Linked DNA regions of Mus musculus: region 1 is linked to region 2. Evidence: chromatin contacts called from public Hi-C data. All regions are on one chromosome and are shown on one strand. Each heading gives the region's core, a stretch centred on a gene start, on an enhancer-like site or on the middle of the called end of the contact. The rest is flanking DNA. Distances are from core to core; before and after follow the strand shown.

The links. Hi-C and Micro-C count contacts between places; a contact is called where the count stands out from the background.
Region 1: a Hi-C map of liver shows a contact between it and region 2, with 10 times the contacts expected there. The contact joins two enhancer-like sites. A contact is called at or near these places in 1 of 39 promoter capture datasets (stem cell-derived epiblast-like cells), 1 of 484 Hi-C or Micro-C datasets (liver), 4 of 115 datasets of contacts at active chromatin or transcription factors (the SCID.adh cell line, T-cell acute lymphoblastic leukemia, embryonic stem cells and 1 more) and 2 of 9 other capture datasets (adipose tissue and pancreatic islet).

Annotation. Positions count from the first base shown.
Region 1 is chr4:116,923,244-116,929,863 of GRCm38.p6, forward strand. All of the region lies in intron 1 of Zswim5 (zinc finger SWIM-type containing 5), which reads left to right. Among named protein-coding and RNA genes, the nearest start is that of Gm22092, 4.1 kb to the left of the region's middle. Within about 2 kb of position 5,003, at least 24 of the 459 cell types and tissues checked have an H3K27ac peak or open chromatin away from gene starts, as enhancers often do. A contact at or near this core is called in liver, where this site is marked.
Region 2 is chr4:116,792,344-116,798,493 of GRCm38.p6, forward strand. All of the region lies in intron 5 of Tesk2 (testis-specific kinase 2), which reads left to right. Among named protein-coding and RNA genes, the nearest start is that of Toe1, 12 kb to the right of the region's middle. Within about 2 kb of position 4,493, at least 30 of the 459 cell types and tissues checked have an H3K27ac peak or open chromatin away from gene starts, as enhancers often do. A contact at or near this core is called in liver, where this site is marked.

The DNA of each region.
Region 1 (6,620 bases), core at 3,753-6,252, 130 kb after region 2:
GATTGCATTGAATCTATAGATTGCCTTTGGCAGGATGGCCATTTTTACTATGTTAATTCTGCCAATCCATGAGCATGGGAGAGCTCTCCATTTTCTGAGATCTTCTTCGATTTCTTTCTTGAGAGACTTGAAGTTATTGTCATACAGGTCTTTCACTTGTTTGGTTAGAGTTACCCCAATATATTTTATATTATTTGTGGCTATTGTGAAGGGAGTTGTTTCCCTAATTTCTTTCTTAGCCTGTTTATCCTTTGTATAAAGGAAGGCTACTGGTTTACTTGAGTTTATTAATTTTATATCCGGCCACTTTGCTGAAGTTGTTTATTAGCTGGAGAAGTTCTCTGGTAGAATTTTGGGGGTCATTTATCATCATATCATCTGCAAATAGTGGTATCTTTATTTCTTCTTTACCGATTTGTATCCCTGTCTCCAGGTAGTGAACATTTAACCATTGTGATCTATACTATCTCTTTTGTAACCACAACTCTACTGTTGTTGTACAAAAGCAGAGAGAGTGAATTAATGAATGGCTGTGGCTGGAATTCAGTAATGTTTTATTCATAAAAACAAGTGGCTGGCTAGATTTGTCCTACCGGTTGCAGCTTCTAAGTCTCTGCCTATTCCCTTACCACCATTACTGTGCTTTTCAGCTGCTGTGAGTGTCATGCTACTAAAGTAGAAAGAAGTATGTCTGTGCAGATTGTCCTAAACTTAGCTAACGGAAGCCCTTTCCAATTGGAGTTTAGTTCTCTTAACATATTGTCTTTTAGAACCTCCTGGATCTTAGACAATATAAAATAAACAAGAAAAAAAATGATACTTAGTTATTTAGACCTGGAATTTACCAAGTAATTACTTTTATGAGAAATGGGTTTTAGAAACCAGGATCTACTTACAGTTTGTGCTTGTTGCCTTACTGGTGTCATTTTTAAAATACATGTTTATTTTTATTGTACGCGTGTAAGCGTTTTTATCTGCATGTATACATATGCACAACATGTGTGCCTGATGCTTGAGGAGGTCATGAGGGAGCATGTGATCCCCTGGAAAGGGAGTCACAGACAGTTATGACGTGCCATGTGGGTGCTGGGAATAAGGCTCAGGTTCCATGTGCTTTTAATGCTGAGCCCATGGTCTCGTTTTTAAGCCTTCTAATTGAGTTATGAAATATGGTTTTGTTTTGGTTTTTTGAGACAGAGTTTCTCTGTGTAACAACTGCATTGTAAACCAGGCTACCCTCAAATTCACAAAGATCCACCTGCTTCTGCCTCCTAAGTGCTGGGATTAAAAGGGTACATCACCACCCTGGCTCAGTAAATATGTCTTTTTTTAATTTATTAAATTATTTTATTTATTAACATTTCAAATGTTGCCCCCTTCCCTGTTCCCCTCCCCAAGTTCTTTACCCCACCCCCATCCCTTTGTTTCTGAGAGCGTGCTCCCCACCTGCCCATCCCTGCCAGCATACCCTTCCCTGGAGCATCAAGTTCCTACAGGATTAGGTGCATCCTCTCCCACTGAGGCCAGACAAGGCAGTTCTCTGTTACATATGTGCCAGGGCCATGGACCAGCCTATGTATGCTCTTTGGTTGGTGGCTTAGTCTCTGGGAGCTCTGAGGGGTCTGGGTTAGTTGATATTGTTGTTCTTCCTTTGGGGTTGCCATCCCCTTCAGTTCCTTCAATCCTTCCCCTAACTCTTCCTTAGGGGTGCTCAACCTGAATCCAGTGATTGGCTGTAAGCATCTGCATCTGTGTCAGTCAGCCTCTCAGAGAACAGCCATGCTAGGCTCCTGTCTGCAAGTACAACAGGGCATCAGTAATAGTGTCAGGGTTTGGTTCCTGTGCCTGGGATGGAGGAGCCCAAGGCTGGCCAGTCACTGGATGGCCTTTCCTTCAGTCTGCTCTGGTTTTATCCCTGCATTTCCTTTAGGCAGGAACAATTTTGAGTCAAAAATTTTGAAGATGGATGGGTGGCCCCATGCCTCAACTGGGGTCATGTCTATCTACTAGAGGTGGTCTCTTCAGGTTCCATCTCCCCACTGTTGGGCATTTTGGATAAGGTCATCCCCATTGATTCCTGGGAGCCTCTCACATCCCAGGTCTCTGGGACTTTCTAGAGGTACCCCCCACACACACCCTACCCAGTGAATATGTTTTCAAAGTAATAAGTTCATATCAATATTTTCCAAATTATATTTAATATTATAGATTTTTCCATATCTCTTTAATTTAATATTTTGCACGTAGAATTATGATTGTTAATGCTAACAATTAGCAATATGCATAAATAGTGTTTAACATCAACAGTGTTTCTCACAGTAAAGCATGCTATGTGGTTTATAGGTAAAGATCTCTGTGTAGTTCTTTTGTTGCAGTTGTATCCTAATAAAGATAAACAGAACTATTTTAAATTTTGTTTATTTTATTATCTGTGTGTCTGCAAGTGTATCTGTATATGGAAACACATGTGCTATGGCTCATGTGGAGGTCAGAAAATAATTTGTAGGTTCTTTCTTTCCACTATGTGAGTTCCAGGGACCTAATTCAGGTTGTCAGGCTCAGTACTAGTGTCTTTACCCATTGAGCCACCTTGTCAATCCAGGAATTTCTTTTTATTCTGTTTAGTAATAAACAAGGGCTCAGTCCATCCTCCCCTGCGCTTGAGTGTGTTGTGGGGTTTTTGTTCTGTTTTTGAGACAGAGTCTTATTCTGTCACCCTGGTTGGCCTGGAGCTCAGTGTAAATCAGGCTGCCCTTGACCTCGCGCTGATCCCCTTGCCTTTCTCTCTTGAATGCTGCAATTACAGATGTGAGCCATCACTCCTGGCCAGCCTCTAGTTTTTGAACAGTAACAGCATATTCTGTTGAGTATGAGGTGGGTTTGATAAATTATGTCCACCAATGAAATGAGTCAATTCAAGCCAAATTAAAGTAGATAAAGGCATGTTTATTGGGAAGCCACTCTTGGGCAAGTTCTCAGGTCCCAAAGAACAAGGTCCGGAAAGTCGCCATGGGAAGGAATGCAGAAAGAAGGGGTAAGAGAAAGAGGAAATACGGGCTGGTGAGATGGCTCAGTGGGTAAGAGCACCCGACTGCTCTTCTGAAGGTCCAGAGTTCAAATCCCAGCAACCACATGGTGGCTCACAACCATCCCTAACAAGATCTGACACCCTCTTCTGGTGTGTCTGAAGACAGCTACAGTGTACTTACATATAATAATAAATAAATCTTTAAAAAAAAAAAAAAAAAAAGAAAGAGGAAATACAGAGAGACAGGTTTGTGTGTGTGTGTGTGTGCCCGGCTAGCCTTGAACTTCTAATGCTCCTGCCTGTCTCCTAAGTGCTGAAATTACACACATGTATGATCATGTCCATAGTCATTTGTAGTTCTTGAGTGACGGTCTTGCTTGTTGGTTATTTGCATATCTTTGGAAAATTGGTTATTTAAAGTTTTTATGGTCTAATTGCGCCATTTTTACTACTGACTTGTAGAAGTTTCTTATATACTTTGGACAGTAACTTATAGGGCACAGTAATTGCTTATATTTTCTCCCATGATCTAATTTAATTTATGTCAAAGATCAGTTTAGCTACCTAGTAGAAAATGGCTCAGTATAGACTACAGTAAGAGATACAGTATAGATACAATAAGATAATAAGATCCTTTCAAAAATAAAGAAAAGGTACTTATGACTTAAGTTATTAATGAGCGAGAGAGAGAGAGAGTTGGGAGGCTCTTGCAGCAGTCTCAGTAGTAGATCAGGGCTGCCAGGAGCAGTGGGAAAAGCAAAAGGAGTGATTTGTCTTTGAGGTAGACTCAACATGATGTAGTTGAAAGACTAGAGAAGACACTCCCAGGCTTATCCTGGATTTCTCAGGTGAGGACTTGGGTGAATGGTGAAGCCATTTAGAGAGATTTTGCCAGGTGGGGTAGAGGAAGGCAATCTGCTTGAATATAAAATACATACTAGGTATGATGTGTCCATGTGGCATCACTAGGAATATTTTCCACATGCCTATAATCCCAGCATTTTACCTTAAGTTTTTTTCTTCTTTTTATTAGATATTTTCTTCATTTACATTTCAAATGCTATCCCCAAAGCCCCCTATACCCTCCCCCAGCCCCGCTCTGCTCCCCAACCCACCCACTCCTGCTTCCTGGCTCTGGCATTCCCCTGTATTGGGGCATATGATCTTCGCAAGACCAAGAGCCTCTCCTCCCATTGATGGCCGACTACGCCATCCTCTGCTACATATGCAATTAGAGACTCAACTCTGGGGGCTACTGGTTAGTTCATATTGTTGTTCCTCCTATAGGGTTGCAGAATACATTGTTAGCTGGGTTACAGGTTCGTTTGTAAAGGGAAAATTTAAACAGCTTTTCCTGGAAAAATTAGCATGTAATCTGGAGCTTTAGAATAAAACATAAAATTATGTTAAATAGAGCTGGAGAGAGGGCTCAGTGGTTAAGAGCACTGACTGCTCTTCCAGAGGTCCTGAGTTCAAATCCCAGCAACCACATAGTGGCTCACAACCATCTGTAATGGGATCTGATGCATTCTTGTGGTGTGTCTGAAGACAGCTACAGTGTACTCATATAAGTAAAATAAATAAATCTTTTTTTAAAATTATGTTAAATAGAACATTTCAGCATACCTGTATACTTCATCACAAGACTTTTGCTATTGTAATTTAGCTTTGACTTTTTTTTTTTTTTTTGGTTTAATGAGAAGTGGTTTTGGTTTTTGTTGTTTTGTTTTGTTTTTGTTTTTTAAGATAAGGTCTCTCTATGTAACTACAGCTAGCCTAGAATTTGGAATGTAGACCAGGCTAACCCAGAACTCAGAGATCTGCCTGCCTTTCTCTCCAGAGTGCTGAACCAAGGGTGTGCACCACTGTGCTCAGCTCCCCTCGCCCTTTGTAAAGGGTAAGAGGAAGAGTGCATTCTGTGTGTTTCTCTTTCAGTCCTAGAGAGCACACCAGGACCAGGCAAGCGTCCTGCTCAGTGCTCTTTTGTAGATTTCTCATAGAGGTTGTTTCTGTTGCTATCCCAGGCCAGGTTTAGCTTGACTCTCAATATCATTCAGCATCCTTCTTTTTTCTCACTTGAACTGGATAGGAAAGGAAGTGTTTTTGCTTACATAATCATTCTTTTTCTGAGATTACCCTTTGCTGCTTTTTACAGCCTGCATAGAAATTTTGTCTCGAATTCTTCTCAGCTACTTCCTGTTCTTTGAAGGTTGGCACTGTTATAAAAAGCTAATTGGCATTAGACACAAAAGATTATTCATTAACTTTTCTGTAAGGCCCACAGCTCCTTCCAAGTCTAATATTTTTAAAGGACCCGTCTCTTTCTTTCCTTCTGAACAGACATTTAGAATACATTTGAATAGAGGATCCACATTTTTAGAACAATTGCTTTACATGCCATATTTCATTTAAAAGTTATTTTTCCAAAGAAGTGATGTTATAAATGGTAGTTTTATTTTCCCAACTAATTCCAAAGTCTTTAGCTTTCACCATAAGCAATTTAACTGCCAATTGTAACAGAATAGAACCAAAGGGGTGCAAGACAGAAGTTAATCCAGAGTTACAGTAAAAATAGTAATGTGGGCTTGGGAGTGTTCAGTAGGGTTGAGGGTCTGCTGCCAAGCCTGACAACCTGAGTTTAATCCTGAGTTCAGGTGTCCAGCACTGAATAAACTGTCATGGTGGAACACATCTGTAACCCTATTGTTAATGAGGCAGAACCAAGAGAATCAGAAGATCAAGGTTGCCCTTGGTTACATAGTGAGTTCAAGGCCAGTCTGATTGTTCAGTAATTGATCCTGTCTCAAAACAAACAAACAAAAACAAGAAGAAACAGAAATAAACAAGGGATTGCCAAGACCTAAATCCAGTCCTCAGAATACATAAAAAGTAGGTTTGTAATCCCAGTGCTGGGAGGTTGGAAAAATCCTTGGAGTTAACTGCTGGCCCCTAGCCTAAACTCCAAGACTTGTAAGTCTCACTGAAAGACCCAGTCTCAGAAAAACAAAATTGTGACCATTGAAGTGGCTCCACAGATAAAGGCACCCACCGGCAAGCTTGAAAACCTGACTTTGAACCCCATGGCAGAAGACACATGCTGAGATGTGTGCAAACCACCCCAGCCCATGCATACAACAACTTTAAATGTAATAAAATAGCTTTAAAATAGTAACTCACCTCAAATTTCTTATTTTATGAGAAGAAAACAGAGTTAGAAGTCCTCTTTTATTGGAGTCTTTTATCTCACATCTGTGAAATTTACATATTTTTTTACTAGTTTGTATTATATAAACCTAATATGGCTTAATATGATGTTTTGGCATTCAAAATGAAATGATTACTGCAACTTTTGCATATATTGGTCCTTCTGCTTAGAATGTGGGAGTAACTCCTCAGTATATATCAAAATCAATTCTCTGAAATTGTGCCATTCCCAGACTCCTTGGATACCACTGGCCACTCCTAACCTCTGTGTCATTTATATGTTCCATGTAACTTTCATATCACTTACTAGCTGTAATCTATACTACATGTGAGTTTATTCATCTATCAAACAATAATAGGATCTACTTAACAGTTTTTTTGGTTTTTT
Region 2 (6,150 bases), core at 3,243-5,742:
GGAATCTCTGTTTTAGATTTCACTTTTAATCAAAACATAACTCAGTATTTCTAAAGATTAGCTATAACAGTTAACCTTTAGAAAGCATCTACCTGGACTAAGACTCTTAGTTGGGAGGGTGCTTGCTTAGTCTGAACAAAGATTTGATCTCTAGCACTAGATAGTTTAAGCAGGAGGATCAAAAGTTTATGATCAATCTCAGCTACATAGAGTTCAAGGCCAGCCTGGGTTATTTAGATCATCTCTAACAATCAAAACCAAATCGGCCTCCGGCTGCTCAGAGCAGCCACTTTGAGTGTGGAGGCAGGCAACACCCACATCTCGAGAGCCTTTACATTTGCATTTAGTGCCCTGAATGTATGCTGTAGGAGCTGCGTAAAGCTTCAGCACAACTGTGTAGTCCAATCCGTTTTCTCTCCCGAGTTCCCTGAGAGTCAAGGGAACGCATGTTTGGCGTGCAGGGTGGGTCACTGTGTGCTGACCCATTTTCTATTGTGTGATTGAGTTTCTACCTTCCTGCCAGGTCTTCTTTGATGTTAGCTGGTCACTGTAGTATTGTTTTGTTGTCCAGATTGCTGTGTGACCAGGCTAGAAAAGTGTTTCTTTCAGAGAAATTTGGCCTTGTTACAAAGCAGGAACTGAAGGACTAAATGTCCCAGGATACTTCCATGACAAGACTCCCCCCCCCCCCCCCCCCCGGTATCCCCCTGAAACAGAGCTTTTCTGTGTGTAGTCCTGGCTGTTCAGGAACTTAATCTGTAGATCAGCTCGCCTTGAACTCAGAGATCTGCCTGCCTCTGCCTCCTGGGATTGAAGGTATGCGCCACCACTGCCTGGGTCCGTGACAAGGCTTTTAAAATTATTTGAACTAATGGAAGGACTGTACAGCCACCTAGCTTATGTAGTATGATGCCTGCCCAAGAGCCACATTCAAGTCTTCTAAGGTTTGTTAGAGGGTTTGTTTTGTTTTGAGGGTTTAGTTTTATACGTATGGATATTTGCCTACATGTATGTGTCTGTACTATGTGCATGTGTATGCAGGGACCAGAAGAGGGTATCAGATCCCCTAGAACTGAAGTCCCTGGTTACTGTAAGCATGTGGGTGCAGGGAAACAAACTCAGGTCCTCTGCAAGAGCAGCAAGCACCGCTGAGCCATCTTTCTAGCCTGAGAAGAGGAGCTTCATACATATCCAAGAGTACTCTCACTTTATTCCCTGCCCCGACATATACATGTGCACACATATGCTTATATGCATCTAGCCAAAATGAGATCTTTGGCTTTCTATGGAAAAAAGTATCTCTTCTAAAATGGAAGAAATTTACAACATATCACCCATATCTATATGAATGTTTCCTATGCCTGGATTCATGGATAAAGCAATAGAAAAGGTAAATTTCTAACCTATGGTTACATACAGTCTCATTGAGAAATAAATAACTAAAGGAGTTGGGTGCATGCCTTTAATCCTGAGGTGCATGCTTCAGGAGGCAGAGGCAGTGACACACAGTGACACACCTACTCCAACAGGGCCACATCTTCTAATTTTGCCACTCCCTGGGCCGAGCATATACAAACTATCACAGTATTCTTTTTGAGCTTGTTATTGTAAAAATGAATAAGCTCTCTGGGCATAGATAGGAATGCCTATAATCTCATCCTTGTGAGAGTCGGACATGATGATCACCATTTGAGGTTAGCTCAGGCTATCTAGTGAGACTACCAAGTCAAAAAATGAGGAGGGCAGTAGTGGCACACACCTTTAATCCCAGCACTTGGGAGGAAGAGGCAGGCGGATTTCTGAGTTGGAGGCCAGCCTGGTCTACAGAGTGAGTTCCAGGACAGCCAGGGCTACACAGGGAAACCCTGTCTCGAAAAACAAACAAACAAAAAAAGACCAAATAAGCAAATAAAAAGAACAAACTAAAACAACCCAAAGGAACTATTAGGTAAGATCACCAGCCTTTGCTTTTCCTAATATGACAGTAGGGATTCTATTTATCAGTGGGCTTAAAACAAAATGTAGGGAGAAGGCTCATCAGTTTTGAGTACTGGTTGCTCTTCTAGTCCCATTCTCATCTTCAGCATGGTGGCTCGTGGCCTTCTGTGATCCAGTGCCCTCTTCTGGCCTCTGCAGGCACTTAATTCACAGGGCATTCAGATGTCCTGGCAAAACACCCAAACATTTAAAAAGAAAACTTAGGGACTTACAACACTCCCTGGATAAGGAACCCTCACTGGCTTTAATAGGGCAACCCTTGTCTCTGCCTCCCAAGTACTGGGATTGTAGACACGCACCACCCCACATCAGTCTAAACTTTAAGGTGGTATTGAGGATCCTGGGAAGTGGAGAGATTTAATGACTTTTTAAAGGTCTAATGGTGGTATAGAAGTTCTCTAGAATGGAACTCAAATTGAAAAGAGTAGATTCATCTATTCTTGTTTTGCAATGCTTGGGGTTGAACATAGAGATGTATTCATGGTAGGTAGGAACTCTACCGGTGAGTGATATCACTGGCCCTCCTTTTTTATGTAACTATAACTGGTCTCAAAATTGTTGTATAGCCCTGGTTGGTCTCAAACTTAGCAATCTTGTCTCAGCATCCTTGGTGCCAGAATTAAAGGCTTGGGCCACCATGCTTAGCCTTTGTTTGCTCTTTTGTTGTTGTTGTTGTTTTTGATGATTTGTTTTTTTTGTTTGTTTGTTGTTTTTTTAAATTTTTAAAAAAGATTTATTTATTATAATCTAAGTACACTGTAGCTGTCTTCAGACACACCAGAAGAGGGCGTCAGATCTCATTACGGATGGTTGTAAGCCACCATGTGGTTGCTGGGATTTGAACTCAGGACCTCTGGAAGAGCAGTCAGTGCTCTTAACCGCTGAGCCATCTCTCCAGCCCTGATGATTTGTTTTTTATTATATATATATTGGTGTTTTACCTGCATGTATGTCTGTGTGAGAGTGTCAGATCTCTTGGAACTGGAATTACAGACAGTTGTGAGTTGCCATGTGGGTGCTGGGAATTGAACCTGAGTCCTGGAACAGCAGCCAGTGCTCTTAACTTCTAAGCCATCTCTCCAGCCCCTGTTGTTAACTCACCCACATACAGACATACATACACACATACCTAGTTTCAAATAATAAATATATTTAAAAAGCACAAAGGTAGCCGGGCGTGGTGGTGCACGCCTTTAATCCAAGCACTTGGGAGGCAGAGGCAGGCGAATTTCTGAGTTCGAGGCCAGCCTGGTCTACAGAGTGAGTTCCAGGACAGCCAGGGCTACACAGAGAAACCCTGTCTAGAAAAAAACAAAACAGGAAGCTGGTGAGATGGCTCAGTGGTTAAGAGTGCCGACTGCTCTTCCGAAGGTCCTGAGTTCAAATCCCAGCAACCATATGGTGGCTCCCAACCATCTGTAACAAAATCTGATGCCCTCTTCTGGAGTGTCTGAAGACAGCTACAGTGTACTTACATATAATAAATAAATAAATAAATAAATAAATAAATAAATAAATAAATCTTTTAAAAAAAGAAAGAAAAAAACAAAACAAACAAACAAACAAGGTATCAGAGGGTGGAAGCAGACACAGAGATGGTTCGGTGGGTAAAAGTATTTGCACCACGCTTGATGACCCGAGCTCTGCCCACATGGTAGAAGAAACTTACTCCTGCCAAGTTGTTTTGACTTCCACATGTTTGCTAGGTGCACATCTACACACACACACACACACACACACACACACACACACACACACACAATTTAAAATGTACCAGGGTATGCCGGCTCATGTTTGTAATCTAATCCTGGATTTCAGGGTGTCTGAGGATGAGGCGAGAGGATCACAAGTTCAAGACCAGTTTGAGCTGCATGGGAGATACTGTCCCAAAACAGAAGATGGGAACATTTGAGAGATGCAGGGAGTGGCTGTTAGGGCACCTGGAGTTATTACCCCTTTTTTTTTTCTTCTGAGACAGGGTCTCACTATTTATATTACTAAATGTCCTGGAACTCACTGTATAGACAAGCTAGCCTCCAACTCACAGAGATCCTCTTGCTTCTGAGCACTGAGATTAAAAGTATGTGTCACTACACCTGGTCAGAATTTCTAAAAACCAAATCAAACAGCAAATAGGACAGTAGAACAGCCCTGGAAACAGAAGTCTGAGTTGTTGGTGAACCATGAAGAGGATGAGAGAAAGAAGTAATGGATGTGAGCTGTCACTGTCTCACAGGCTGACCTAGACCTGGGGCTTTAGCTGACAAGTTGGCATAGGGCCCATCTTTTCATAGACAAAGTCAGAGATCTGGAGTGTTGATCCAGCAGAACTTAGAGACGAGCCAGCACAAGGACAGTCCTTGAAAGTCACCCACTTTACTTCTCTGGGGTCCAGGATTGATTGTGATGGAATAATAACAGGGAAGAATAGCCAGAGTACATCAAGATCAGAATAATCAGTTAATGTGTACCTGGTGTGCAATAAACAGGAGGTAACTCAGCCAGACTGGCAACAGAGAGAGGGAGGGAGGGCTGGGTTGGGTCACATGGGGCCTTGTTGGCCCCACAAATGTTTCTGTGAGCCAAGAATTCCTGCTCTCTGCTGCCTCTGGAAGAGGTGGGGTGTGGGTCTCCTGAGCCTGGAGTGTTGGGGCTATTTCCACTACAGCTATTTGGGGAGAGCTAGCTGCAGCTTGGGTTATTTATAGGTCATTTGGGGTCATTCTTTCTCTAGAGATGGCAGTGTTTGTTCAGTACCATGCCCTTAGCCTCTCCCACAAACTGACTACTAAGAATCTGCTCCAGAGATGTTCTTCTAGACTGTCACAAGAGTGGCACAGAGGAACTCGGGGAGTTAAGAAGAGAAAAAGGTGAAGGGCTGGAGAGATCAGGGTTGCAAAGATAGGGTTGCCTTCAAGGAAGGTGTGGTAGGGCTAAGGGTTCAGTGGTCGAGTAGATAGAGCACTCTCCATGTGTGAGCACTGAGTTTAATCCAAGTACCAAATACATACATACATACATACACACACACACACACACACACACGCATGCACACACACACACATACACACACACACACACACACACAGAAAAATAAACCGGGCTGGTGAGATGGCTCAGTGGGTAAGAGCACCCGACTTCTGACTCCCTCTTCTGGAGTGTCTGAAGACAGCTACAGTGTACTTACATATAATAATAAATAAATCTTTAAAAAAAAAAAAAGAAAAAAAGAAAAATAAACCTTATGCACTCCCAAATGCGTAGATCAGAAAATATTCCAAATGGAAAAAAAGAGAAAACATAAGCAAAGACTTAAAGGAGTTCTTCAAGTTTGCTAGGTCCAACTTGCATGTGACACGTTTGGGAAGGTGCATTGCATAGCAGGAGCAGGGATGTGGAAAGTGGGCCACATCATATTTTTAATGAGCAGATGCTAGGCACTGAACCAAGTCTCATGTAGGCTAAGCTCACATTGTACCACTGAGATATGATCCCAGCCAGGTCACAAACTTCTTATGCCAGGGAATTTGGTTATTATCTTTTGGTCAATGAAAAATAGTATATGTAAACTTCAGAAGCTGTCCTGAGCCTCCCTCTTTTTGCAAGATTAGGGTTGGGTTTTGGTAACTGTATACTGAGGAAACAGGGAAGCCAGTGGCCTGATAGTTTGTCCTTCTACAGTACATTATAGTAAGTTATTTGTTTGTTTGTTTGTTTGTTTGTTTGTTTATTTATTTATTTATAATAGGATTTGACACTCTTAGGACTCGCTCTGTAGACTAGGCTAGCATTGAACTCACAGAGATCCACCTGCCTCTGCCTCTCAAGTGCTGGGACTAAGGCATGCACCTTCATTGCCCGCCTACATTATAGTAAGCTTTAAGAGACAGGATTTCTGTTTTATTTGCAGAAGGATTTCTGTTTTATTCGCAGAAGTATCTTTGATTCTTAAGACCATGCTTAGTGCTGGGCAGTGGTGGCACATGCCTTTAATCCCAGCACTTGGGAGGCAGAGGCAGGCAGATTTCTGAGTTCGAGGCCAGCCTGGTCTACAAAGTGAGTTCCAGGACAGCCAGGGCTATAAAGAGAAACCCTGTCTCGAAAAACAAAAAACAAAACAAAACAAAAAAACAAAACAGAAAGTCAACGGTG